4 separate regions of the Mus musculus genome follow, and regions 1, 2 and 4 are each linked to region 3. Evidence: chromatin contacts called from public ChIA-PET, Micro-C and promoter capture Hi-C data. All regions are on one chromosome and are shown on one strand. Each heading gives the region's core, a stretch centred on a gene start, on an enhancer-like site or on the middle of the called end of the contact. The rest is flanking DNA. Distances are from core to core; before and after follow the strand shown.

Evidence for each region. A called contact is a pair of places that touch in the nucleus more often than the background predicts. ChIA-PET counts read pairs in DNA pulled down with a chosen protein or histone mark. Capture Hi-C pulls out chosen DNA fragments and counts their contacts.
Region 1: a contact with region 3 is called in a promoter capture Hi-C map of pancreatic islet. The contact joins the promoter of 9530077C05Rik here to the promoter of Zfp599 in region 3. A contact is called at or near these places in 5 of 484 Hi-C or Micro-C datasets (the G1E-ER4 cell line, embryonic fibroblasts, embryonic stem cells and 1 more), 9 of 115 datasets of contacts at active chromatin or transcription factors (the 230-238 cell line, bone marrow-derived macrophages, embryonic stem cells and 2 more) and 3 of 9 other capture datasets (adipose tissue, liver and pancreatic islet).
Region 2: an RNA polymerase II ChIA-PET map of memory CD8 T cells shows a contact between it and region 3, with 18 read pairs. The contact joins the promoter of Rp9 here to the promoter of Zfp599 in region 3. A contact is called at or near these places in 4 of 39 promoter capture datasets (the C10 cell line, erythroid cells, liver and 1 more), 1 of 115 datasets of contacts at active chromatin or transcription factors (memory CD8 T cells) and 3 of 9 other capture datasets (adipose tissue, liver and pancreatic islet).
Region 4: a Micro-C map of embryonic stem cells shows a contact between it and region 3, with 2.3 times the contacts expected there. The contact joins the promoter of Elavl3 here to the promoter of Zfp599 in region 3. A contact is called at or near these places in 1 of 484 Hi-C or Micro-C datasets (embryonic stem cells) and 1 of 9 other capture datasets (pancreatic islet).

Annotation. Positions count from the first base shown.
Region 1 is chr9:22,410,160-22,413,029 of GRCm38.p6, forward strand. 9530077C05Rik (RIKEN cDNA 9530077C05 gene) reads left to right here and starts at 1,388. Exons shown (of 7, transcript NM_026739.3): 1 at 1,388-1,590. The coding sequence starts at 1,566.
Region 2 is chr9:22,466,974-22,469,809 of GRCm38.p6, forward strand. Rp9 (retinitis pigmentosa 9 (human)) reads right to left here and starts at 1,383. Exons shown (of 6, transcript NM_018739.2): 1 at 1,101-1,383. The coding sequence starts at 1,228.
Region 3 is chr9:22,258,565-22,261,464 of GRCm38.p6, forward strand. It overlaps Zfp599 (zinc finger protein 599), which reads right to left and starts at 1,331. Exons shown (of 5, transcript NM_181419.3): 1 at 1,193-1,331. The coding sequence starts at 1,195. It overlaps Gm39307 (predicted gene, 39307), which reads left to right and starts at 1,538. Exons shown (of 2, transcript NR_166680.1): 1 at 1,538-1,860.
Region 4 is chr9:22,050,498-22,053,398 of GRCm38.p6, forward strand. It overlaps Elavl3 (ELAV like RNA binding protein 3), which reads right to left and starts at 1,526. Exons shown (of 7, transcript NM_010487.2): 1 at 1,093-1,526. The coding sequence starts at 1,101.

The sequences.
Region 1 (2,870 bases), core at 138-2,637, 150 kb after region 3:
TCTGAAAAATGTGGAAGATGCAGGCTGGTGAGATGGCTCAGCAGTAAAGGCACCTACCACCAAGCTGACGACCTGAGTTCCATTCCCAGAACCCATTTGGTGGAAGGAGAGAACTGACTCCTGCAAGTTGTCCTCTGACCTCCACACATAAATCAAGGCATACAAGTGCTTACACACACACACACACACACACACACACACACACGCACAGAACTGTGTTGAAGATACTCTGTGCCCTGCATTATTAAATATTCAGCTGAGATTATTTATGTAAAAATAAACAAGCACATCCATCTCAGTGTGAAATTAGCTTTCATATTCTAAAATGGTAAAATTCTATATATACAAATAATAGATTTAAAGTAAATTTATGATTTAATTATTCACTATCAACTTCTCCCTCTCAAAACCCCTTTATGCAACCTCAGATATATACATAATATAATATAGATATAATATAGGGTGGCTTCAAGCTTATAGAGGAATTGGAACATCTTGATCCTCCTGCTTCTACCTCCTGAATGCTGGAATTAGAGATGTGTACCACCAGGCCAGGTTTGTATAGTACTGGGGATTAAATTCAGGGGTCTCTGAATGCTAAAGAGAGCCCTTCACCATCTGAGCTACACCCACAGTCTGTTTCCTTTTTCAATTCAGTTTAAAAAAAATTGTGTGTATTTCATGAGTGTTTGCGAGTATGGGCCTGGGGAGAGCCAGAGGGATGGGGTGCTCTCGAAGTGGAGTTACATGTAGTTGTGAGCTGCCATGAGGAAACAAACCCAAGTCCTCTGTAAAGTAGTCAGTGTTCTTAACTGCTGAGCCATTTCTCCAGATCTCCTTTTTAAATTAAATATTGCATTTATTTATTTTATTCTTTTTTTTTTTTTAGACATTCTTGTATAGTCAAGATGGTCTCAAAATTCACTATATAGCAATGATGGTCTTGAACCCCTGATCATCTTTGCTGCACATCTCAAGTGTTTGGATAACAGGAGTGTGCCACCATACCTGGCCATTTTTTTCTTCTAAAATCGCCCTATTTATTTCATACCATGTAAATTAGCTGGAAGGTCAGGGGTCTGAATTTGCTCTGGTCAACTAAAACTCAGAATTATTACACCATTTCTATTTCCCTCTACCATCATGAAATGAAGCCCTTTGAGCCTCATACAGATCCCGACCTCCCCACACAAACACCCCAGCCTCTGCGGACCAGCTCCTTGCACGGGTCCGCGTTGTGCACGCTGGGAGTTGTAGTTCGCTTCCCTTCTCTCCCTACGAGCAGGGTGTCAGTCGCAGGAGCGCCTCCAGCGGCGAGCATGTTTGGTGGCGTGGAGTGCGGGAAGAAGGCAGGATCGTCTCCTAGCAACGGGGTTGCAGCGACGTCACCGTGGCGGGTTCTTAGCTCTGAGACTAGGTGGAACCGCCAGAGCGCTTTCCAGCCTCTGGGTAAGACGTGGTCCTCCACCTTGCGCTGCCAGTCCTGCCCCATCTGGTCTCGAGCTGCCTTACGGGAGTTTTCGTCGGTGCGGCCCGCCGGCCTTGGCCTTGGCCTTGGCGGGACGATGCTGGAGTCTATTCGCGTAACGGGTGAGTGTAGGCACTGCTGGCCCAAGTGGCGCGGCTGCAGCGGGTGGAGACCGTTGGGTCTGGGACTCGGAAGACCAGGTGCAGTCGCACAGCCCTAGCCCAGCAGAGGTGAGGGGCAAGAGCTGTGCAATCTAGAGAGTGTAGAGTCCAATACGATTCCAGAGCATTTTAGGTGTGTAGTAAGGTGTTATATTTTCTAGAATGTTCAGAAAAAAAAAAAATCAGCTGTGAAAACACATCTCTACATTTCAGTGTATGTTGTGTATTTTTGTTTGCATTTATTAGCAAACATTTTGAATTGATGTTATTAATAAGAGCAGGTGTTTAGATCCAAGGTTGGAAAGTTTGTCTTTCATTTTTGAATAGATATGCATATTAGCCCTATTTAAATCTTTAATAATATTAAACAGTTCCAGAGTCATTTTCCTAGCATTTGATTCTGCATGAAAACATTTCTGCAGGACAGATACCAAAACAACGGAATAAAGGGAAATAGCTAATTCCCACAGTAGAGTCAAAAATAAGCCTAGAACTTTTAGCTTCAGGCTATTGCAGTACCCAGTAGACCAATTTTCCAAATTAGTTGTTTTGAACCCCTGACCCTCCTGCCTCAGTCTCCCCAGTGCTAAGATATGGACATCAATAGCTAAAACCATTCTTTAAGTTAGCATACAAAGTAAGAGGTTTCATTATGGTACTTTGAAACTCCTTTCATTATATGTTATTGCAGAACTTTTTAAACTGAAAAACTAAATTATTTTTAAGTGAAACTACTTTCTCATCTTAATTTTTTTACACTGTTTGCTGTTCAGTGTTATAAAACACAGAACCTACTGTTGTGCGATTGCGATAACCTACAGACTATTCCACTGTTATGTTGACAGGAGACATGCAGTTATAAAAGCCAAGATCTTAGAGGCCACTTAAATTGGCATTAGGCTTTTTAAAATTGTGATTTGATGTAGATATAACTCTTTCACCTTAAAACACATTATCAGAGGCAGACGCAGGTGAGCTTAGTCAGCCTGGTCTACAGAAGTTCCAGACCAGCCACTGATACCCTGTCTCTAAAAACAAACAAACAAAACTCCCAAAACAATACAATGTCAAAACGTTGCTTTAAAACATCAAGCCTGGCAGAAGAGTGGCAAATATGAGGATGACTCAGTGGTCCGTGTGCATGCAGCTGCGTAGTCGGGCTGATGGGATACTTGCTTACTAGAGACCAGGATCGAACAGGAGATGCCAGAAAGAAATGCATTCTTATGTACACTAACAAA
Region 2 (2,836 bases), core at 133-2,632, 210 kb after region 3:
ATGTTCTACATCCTTCATCATTCAAATATGCAGCCAAGATTAAATTGTGTAAAAATAAACAAGTAATCTATCTCATTAGTATTCAATTTTGCTTTTGTTTTTAATCAATGGTAAAACTGCATATATAAGAACTGCTTTAAACACATTTCCTTATGTCTTATTATCAGTAAGTGTTTGACTTGTATCCCCTATTTTACATACCCATACTCATGCAGTAGTGTGAAAATTTCCTAGGTGAAGGAGGTCACATGTAGAGAAATTTAATTTAAGAGGGCGCTCTAGTCTAAGGTGGGAGGCTCATGAGCCCTTCCTTGTCTTAGACACGAACAGGATGCCTGGGGTTGTGGGCATATAAGAGGGAAAACTCCATACTGAAACACCATCACTGAAAGAAGAAAATAACACACAAACAATGTGCCAGTGATGTGTCAAGCATAGATAAAATGATCAAAGGTGGCGGGCAGGTGAGGTAATATGCAGGCGCGCGCGCGCGCACACACACACACACACACACCACACACACACACACACACACACACACACACACGGAGACTTGTTTGCATAAGATACACACAGGGAAACTTGTCTTCAAACACACACACGAAATGTCTGCATAACAAACATCTTCTACAGTCTCCTACAATGTCCTGTCCTCACCACGCTCAGCGTCCCCAAACCTCTCCTCCCCGGTTCTGACTTTTACCTCGGTTTAGTTTGTGGACGGGAGGCCCGCCACCTTCCCTCACCTACATGCGACTCTACACTACAGTCGTCGCAGGTCATCGGGCTCCACCCTCAGGCCCGGCTGCGGGTCCGCTGCCTTCCCGCGCGTCTCCCGCAGTTTCCACCCTGAGCTTCCCGCCGATGCCGTCCGTGGTAGTGGACAGAGGCTGGCGTCCTTCGACCCCCAGGGGCTCCGAGCTCGGCTTCCGGACGCGTCAACTGCCATTGCCACGGTCGCCGTGGCGGGGACAGTGGCCGGCCTCCCTCCTCGCGTCCTTCCGCCGCCCTCGAGCAGAGGGAGCCGGGGGCTCGCCAGGCCGCGACGCCCACCCGTCGGCGGCGGCCCGCACCGCCCGCACCCGGCCCAGCCGACTCACAAGGACTCCAGGTGCTTGAGCTGCTGCAGCTGCTGCGCGTCGTGCCGCCGCCGTTTCTGCTCCCGCCGCCGCTGCAGCTCGTGCTCCGGCGGCTCCCGCGGCCGCCGAGACCCGGCCCCGGACGACATCGCGACCCGAGGCGGGCTTAGAAGGTGGAAAGTCGCCTCTTCCTCCCCGCAGCGCAACCCCACCAACGTCCCACCGGCCCGTGCCGCAGAACGCCGACAGGGAACGTGCAGCCAGGCCCCCGCGGCCCTGAGGCCTGCGGGAACCTTAGCTGAGAGGGGCGGGGCGGGCCGGGGCGGGGCGAAGGCGGGCGGGGCCCGAGGGCTTCCGGGTGCTCCAAGTCGCCTGCAGGCCACACCCACTTCTGCGACTCGTTGCTTTCTATTTTTTTTTTTTTTTTATATTATGAAGGTTTTAAGTATTTGTGGGTGGGCAAGGTGTCAAAGGTCTTTAATATCAGCACGCAGGAGGCAGAAACACTGACCTGTGAGTACGAGGTCAAGCTAGTAAAGTCAGAGACCTGGGGAGATCCTGTTACAAAGGAAAAAGAGAAAAGATTTTATTTCTACGTATATATTTGGGGTGGTGGTGCAGGGGTGGAGTTCGGTAGTTGCCCAGAATTCAGAAGAGGACGATGGCTCTCTAGAATTGGAACTGTGGGCTATATGAGCCACCCTATGCTGGGAACCGAACTCTGGTTCTCTGCAAAAGCAGTATGGCCTTCTAAACTAAAAGCCTTTTGGCTGCTACTTGTTACCTATGGATTCATCCATTCTGGGAAGAAAACAACGTTCTCTATAAAATCTTCAGTTTCCCAGACTATGCGAATTCGTAGTAAAAACACAGACCAATATATTCATAATATTTTATACCAAGATTTTTGGTGATGCAAATAAAAAATAAAAGCAGACACACAGTATCCTGCAGAGGAGCATCCTTTTTTAAAACTTGCTCTTCCTCCTTTGCTCCTATAAGCGGTGTCTCAGGCCGGAAGCTCCACTCGGAGCGTTCCAAGTTAGGTCTCTACACTTATCCAAAGGTAGCAAAGAGGAACGACCGAGAAAAAGAAAGAAAGGTATTAGGCTGGCATTTTGGTACTCAGCAGAGGCAGGCAGTTCTCTATGAGTTCAATCTGGTCTGTGCTGCTAAATCTTTTTTGTTTGCTTGTTTTATTTATTTATTATTATTATTATTATTATTATTATTATTATTATTATTATTATTATTTTGGTTTTTCGAGTCAGGGTGTAGCCCTGGTTGTCCTGGAACTCACTCTGTAGACCCGGCTGGCTTCGAACTCAGAAATCCGCCTGCCTCTTCCTCCCAAGTGCCTGGATTAAAGGTGTGCACCACCTGCTGCTAATTCTACCAGCCATAAGCAGAGCCTGACTCCCAGTGCGGGAGGGGCAACAAAAGGATACTAATCACTGTGGCCCACACTGAGAAAATAGAGATGAGTTTCACAGCCTATTTCCAGATAACTGGCACGAGGTTTTAGGATGTAAGGAGGGGAAGATTTGAGGCAGGGATCAGCTACCAACAATTAAATATTGGTCAAACCATGTTATGATTGGTTATTTCAATCATTGTCTTGCAAGGTAGTCACATATACCTCATTACTTGAGGGGACAATCTGTTTCCCATGAAGGTGACTGCTCCACTGTGATGGGGTGGGAACTGGGGACAGCTTCCTGGATGATCTCATTCAGAATGATCTGTTTGTGATGCTC
Region 3 (2,900 bases), core at 81-2,580:
ACCACCTCCATGACCTAAAATCTTCACCCGTATGTGGGAAGGGCTGGAAAAATGGAACTATTCACAGACACCACTTGGGTGCTCTCTTCAATGGCTGTTGACAGCTTGAAGTCTAACAGAGTCACGCCAGATATTGAATGTATCAGATAGCAGGACTCCTAAACTCTAAACAAAACTATAAAAATTGTGTGTGAGCCGGGCGTGCTGGCGCTCGCCTTCAATCCCAGCACTCGGGAGGCAGAGACAGGCGGATTTCTGAGTTCGAGGCCAGCCTGGTCTACAAAGTGAGTTCCAGGACAGCCAGGGCTACACAGAGAAATCCTGACTCAAAAAAAAAAAAAAAAAAAAAAAAAAAAAGTACTCTGTTCTTAGTATGAAAATTAGTGCAAACATTTTATAAATTTATAGTCCAGTTCCTTAAAGCCGTAAACATAGAACTACCAAAGGACCCAGCAATCACTACCGCCGCGATGTATCTAAAGGAACAGAAATCTGAAAGTTAGAAAATGGCCTCAAGGATGAAGATCAGACAGAGGACCAAGGTCATTCCCAGCTACATAAGAACCTGTCTCAACGAAAGTAAAACAGCACTCCTTTAATCCCAGCCCTGGAGTGGCAGAAGCTGGGAGATTTCTATGAGTTTAAGGCTAGCACAGTCTACATAATGAGTTCTAGGCTAACCAGGGCAACACAATGAGACCCAGCTGCCAAAAGAGTAAAAGGCTTCACATCCATGTTCACGGTGACACAGTTCAATCCCAACGCCGACACAGAAAATGGAAGTGCTTCCTAGGGGTGGGTTCCGAGTTCATGCCACAGATAGATGGGGTTCCAGGATCCTGGGAAACGGAATAGAGCCCGAGGTCCCAGGGACAGGATCGTCTAGGCACCAGACTTAACACCCCAAACTCCAGATACAGCGTCTCAGGAATTGAACTGCGGGGACCATGGGGACAGAGATGTGTGGCCAAGGGGCAGAGACAACAGAGAGCCGATCGACTGGGTCCAGGTTACCGTTTCCCGTGCAGGCCCGCAAGTCCCAGGCTCCGGGCCAGAGCTGCGGCAAGCGCTGCAGCAGGGCTCGGGTCCCTGCAGGGACCAGGGACGGGACAGGATTCCTGGAGCCCGCTCAGCCCCAACCCCGCAGCCCGGGGACAAAGGGGCTCGGCTTCTGGACCTGCCACAGACTCACCATCTCAGGATTCCGGGACACCCAGAGCTCTCACTGTGGTTCTCAGTGGGGAAATGTGACACGCGGCGGCAGGCAGAACCTCTCCGGACTTCTGGGCGAGCGCGGAACACCTGGACAGGATCCAACACGGAGAACATGTGGGACAGTGGGGCAGGAGGTAGTCAGAGCCCAGGACTACAGAAGACTGAGGCCCGCCCCTACTCTCTGTCTGTGTGTCTGATTGGACATTTGTCGTTACGGTTTTCAGAGACAGAGCTTCCTGTCTCACCTTCTCAACCTTAAATGTCACCAACCATTGGTGAATTTAAAAAGATTGACAAGTTCTTGGCTGTATTGTAAGGCAGGGCTTCCTATAGGAAAACCAGCGCCAACCTCTACTTAAGGTTATATCATCTAATGTGTATTTATAAAGAGAAATAGTAGCATTACTTTTTTTTTTTTTTTAAATCTCTCTATGTAGTCCTGCTCTGGAACTTGCTATGTAGACTAGGCTGGCTGTGAACTCACATAGATCTATCTACCTGTCTCTGCATTCCCTGTGATGGGATAAAAAGTGTATGCCTCTATTATTTCCACAACTGGAGAAGACCACCGACCAGATCATCAGGGCCAAATTAATTAAAGCAAGCTTTTAAAAATTCCTGCCCACGGGATGTCTCTCCCCAAAGGTAGGTTTCAAGAGTTCAGCATTTGGACATGGGTAAGATTAGGGCTTTTATAATTCAGAAGCAGGGAGTTTACAAATGGAGGATTTGACAGGCAGATAGTTGGAGTTACAGAAGCAGAACATAAATGTAACAAGTTGGTCACAGTAACTTTTAAAACAAAAGCATGGTTGACTTTCCCCGGAGCAGGCAGTACAGAACCATTTGTACTTAGGTACAGTCGGGATGTAGTCCAATCCTTGAGCAGATTTATGCATAAATAGGAATGAACCTAATTTGTCTTTATTATAAGATGGCTTGCAAACCTAAGCTGGAGGCAGACTGGCTGTGACTGTCTTTGTAGAAGTCATCTTTATGATTATAAAAGTATGTGTTCATGTAGTATGAAATAAACTCAGATAAAATTTAAGCATATAAAGCATTGTTCAATACTATAAATGGTCAAATGTTAAGTGTTTTATGTCTTAATAATTCTTGGTTAATAGACTATAAGTGAACAAATTTATTTTTTTAGATTATAAATGATGTGACATTTCCCCCCAGTTCTACAAACTCCATTATCAAATGTGCTAATAGAAGGTTGAGAGAGAGAGACAGAGACAGAGACAGAGAGACAGAGAGGGAGGGAGAGAGAGAGAGAGAGAGAGAGAGAGAGAGAGAGAGAGAGAGAGAGAGAATTTTCTGCCCAGCTAGTTACATTTCTGCACTTGCTGGTTTAACATCACAGTCTTGTGTGGAATGTGCCTACGTCTGAAACAAACATGAATAAGATAAAGAGAATGCAGCCAGGCGTGGTGGTGAATGCCTTTAAGCCCAGCACTCAGGAGGCAGAGGCAGGTGGATTTCTGAGTTCAAGGCCAGCCTGGCCTACAGAGTGAGTTCCAAGACAGCCAGGGCGACACAGAGAAACCCTGTCTCGAAAAACCAAAAAACAAACAAACAAACAAACAAACAAACAAACCAAAACAAAAACCCTATCAATCTTTTCAGGGTTTACATAGCTGATGAGACTCTACACACAGTGCCAACAACAATTAGCATGA
Region 4 (2,901 bases), core at 276-2,775, 210 kb before region 3:
AAAGAGCGGAAAAGGTAGGCTGGGCGCGGGGACCAGACAAAGGACGCTTGGCGGCGCGGGGAGCTAGTCGCTCAGGGAGGCGGGGGTGGAGCCAGGGTGCGGTGAGCACTGGCCAGCCCCGCCCCGGGACACGCCCGGGCTGCGGGGTGGAGGTCCTAGGGCTCGCTTGAGGCCAGGTCCAGGGGGCCTAGGGGCGGGGCCTGGATGGGCGTGGCACGACAGGGCGTGGCATGTCGGGCGGGGCCGTGAGTTCGGGAGCTGACCAGCTCCGAGGCTGCTGAAAGCAACCGTGCGCCGGCCAGGCGGCCCGATTTGCGGGCGCGTTCAAGGTCACCCTGCGGCCCGGAGCCCTGACCGGGGAGGGCGCGTGCAGCAGGCCCTATGGAGTACTGCTGCAGCCCCGGACGCCCTCACCCGGAGGCAGCGGCCGGGGAACGGGGAGCCCCCCTCCCGCACTACCCCCCCCCCCGCAGCCCCAAGGCCCCGCGCGAGGCTACGGCCCGGCGGAGAAACAAAGGGATCACGGCGGCCGCCGCGAGGCCTCAGGGCGCCCCCTCCTCTTCCCCTCCCCGCTTGCCGCAAGGTCGACGGGGTTCGAGGACGAAGATGCCCGCCTTTCGGGTGCGGCTCGGGCTTAGAGCAGCGCGATCCGACGCCACCCGCCTCTCCATCTCCCCTCCCCCCCAAAAAGCTCTCAGAGAAGGCCGAGTGGCATTACCCGGACCAACAGTGGGAGATCGTGGCCCTTGTCCTCCTGGGCGGCCTGCGGGTCTGGGCCTGGGATGCTGGAAGCATCCTCCGCCGCCGCGGCCCCTCCCCCACAGCCTTCCAGTGAGGAGCCACAAGGACCACCGGGTGGCTGAGGGCACCCTGTACACAGCCTGGCTTTCCAAAGCCTCTCGAACCAGGCTCCACTCCCCAAAACTCCGGATGCAGCTCTGGCCACTCTCAGGCCCGAGGCGCGGTACTACCCCCCCCCCTCCCCTAGGCCTAGCTAGGCCTGGTCCTACCCCCCCACTCCCCGCGTTTCCGTGGAGCCAGCCTCCGCCCCTCCCTCCCGTGTTCGTCTCGCGGCGACAAGGGAGTACCTACAGTGACCATTCTTGTGTGCCCGGCGGGCGCGGTCCGTATCGAGGGCGGCTCCGGGGGTCGTGCACTCCTAGGGGGGCGCCTGGTGCTCACGCCGGGGTCCCGCCCGGGCGTCTGCGTCTGCGGCCGCTGCAGAGGAGGAGATGGAGGCGGCGGCGCCTTCGAAGGCCGGGAACTGACCCGAGCCTGGGGATGCGCGCTTCGACGGCCAGACCCCCAGCGGCAGGTGGATGGAGGGAGCGGGCACGCAGTGGAGGGTGCCCGGAGCGCGGCCCCGCCGGGCCTGAAGAAGTCGCTCTTTCTGTGACTGAGATCTCGGCAGCTCTGCCTTCTGCGGCGGGCCCTCAGTTCGGCCTGTCCCGTGCCGGGTGATGGGTCCTCTCCTCTCGCCCGCCCTCCCTCCCTCCCACCGGCCCGCGCTGCGCGCTCCGCGCTCTGGGTCGCACTGCCGCCGCCCCCAGCCCTTTATAGAGGCAGCTGCCAGCGCCGGCGTCGCTCATTGGCTGAGACGGTGGGTCTCCGCCTCCTCCCGGCTCCCGACGGCGCGGCAGGTGGAAGCGAGTGCGGGCCTAGACTCTGCGTGCCAAAAGAGAATAGGATGAGGCATCAGATCTTGGCTCTTTCTTGCCTGCGGACTCTGACTCTAGTCTTGACACCACTCTCGAGTATTACTTTAGCTTTGCCGACAAATTGGGTTCCCCTCTTCAGTCCAGCATCTAACTCTGAAGGGGTAAAAAACAGCCTTTGGTGACCCAAACACAACCAGGGGTGCATGGGTGATGTCTGGGAGGGCTGGGAAAGGGCAAACACTCAGACCCAGACCCGTTCTGCTAGATCCGAAGTGAACAGTTTTTGTTTCCACATGGCCTCTGGTGATATTAGAATACTAGGTGTGGTGAGCCAGGAAGGTAGTTTGAGTCTAGCATGGGCTACACAGCACTTTATGCTGATCTGGGCTACATAGCAAACTTCAGGCTGTTGCGTGCTGCTTAGGAGACCCTGGGTTTTTTTTTTTTTAATTAAAGAACAAAGAAAAGAAAATCTAAACAAACAAACAACAACAACAACAAAAAAACCCAAACCAAACCAACCAACCAACCAAACATAAAACAAAAGTAAGGTGAGCACGATGTAAGGCTAACTTTAGAAGATAGTCAGAGTGATCAAGAGTTCAAAGCCAGCCTGGGTTACATAAGACCGGTTCTCAAAAATAAATAAAATAAAATAAAACAAAACAGAAGGCTGCAGGAAGCTGGAAAGATAGCTCAGCAAGAAAAGGTTCTTGCCATACAGGCCTGGAAATCTGATGTTTGTTTGTTTGTTTTTTGAGACAGGGTTCCTCGGTGTAGCACTGACTGTCCTGGAACGTCCTTGATAGGTCAGAGTGGCCTCCAGCTCAGGTATCCATCTGCCTCTCCCAGGTGTTGGAATGAAAGATATTTGCCACCATGCTAGGTAGCGACCTGAAGTGTGATCCCCTGAACCCATGTAAAGAAAGAAAGAGAGAATCAACTCTACATGGTACACACACACACACACACACACACACACACACACACACACACACGCACATGCACACACACTAATAGTAATAAATTAAAAAAAAATGGGTTGAGGATTGGTTCAGTTACTAGCCCATGAAACCCCAGATCCGATCCCTAGCACCACATAAACAAGCCTGGAATCACAACACTGGGGGTGCTGAGGCAAAAGGGTCAGAATCTTAAAGTCAGGGTCAGTTATGTAGTGAATTCCAGGCCAGCCTAGGCTACATAGACCTTGTAGCAAAATGAACAAAAAACAAAGAAGAAC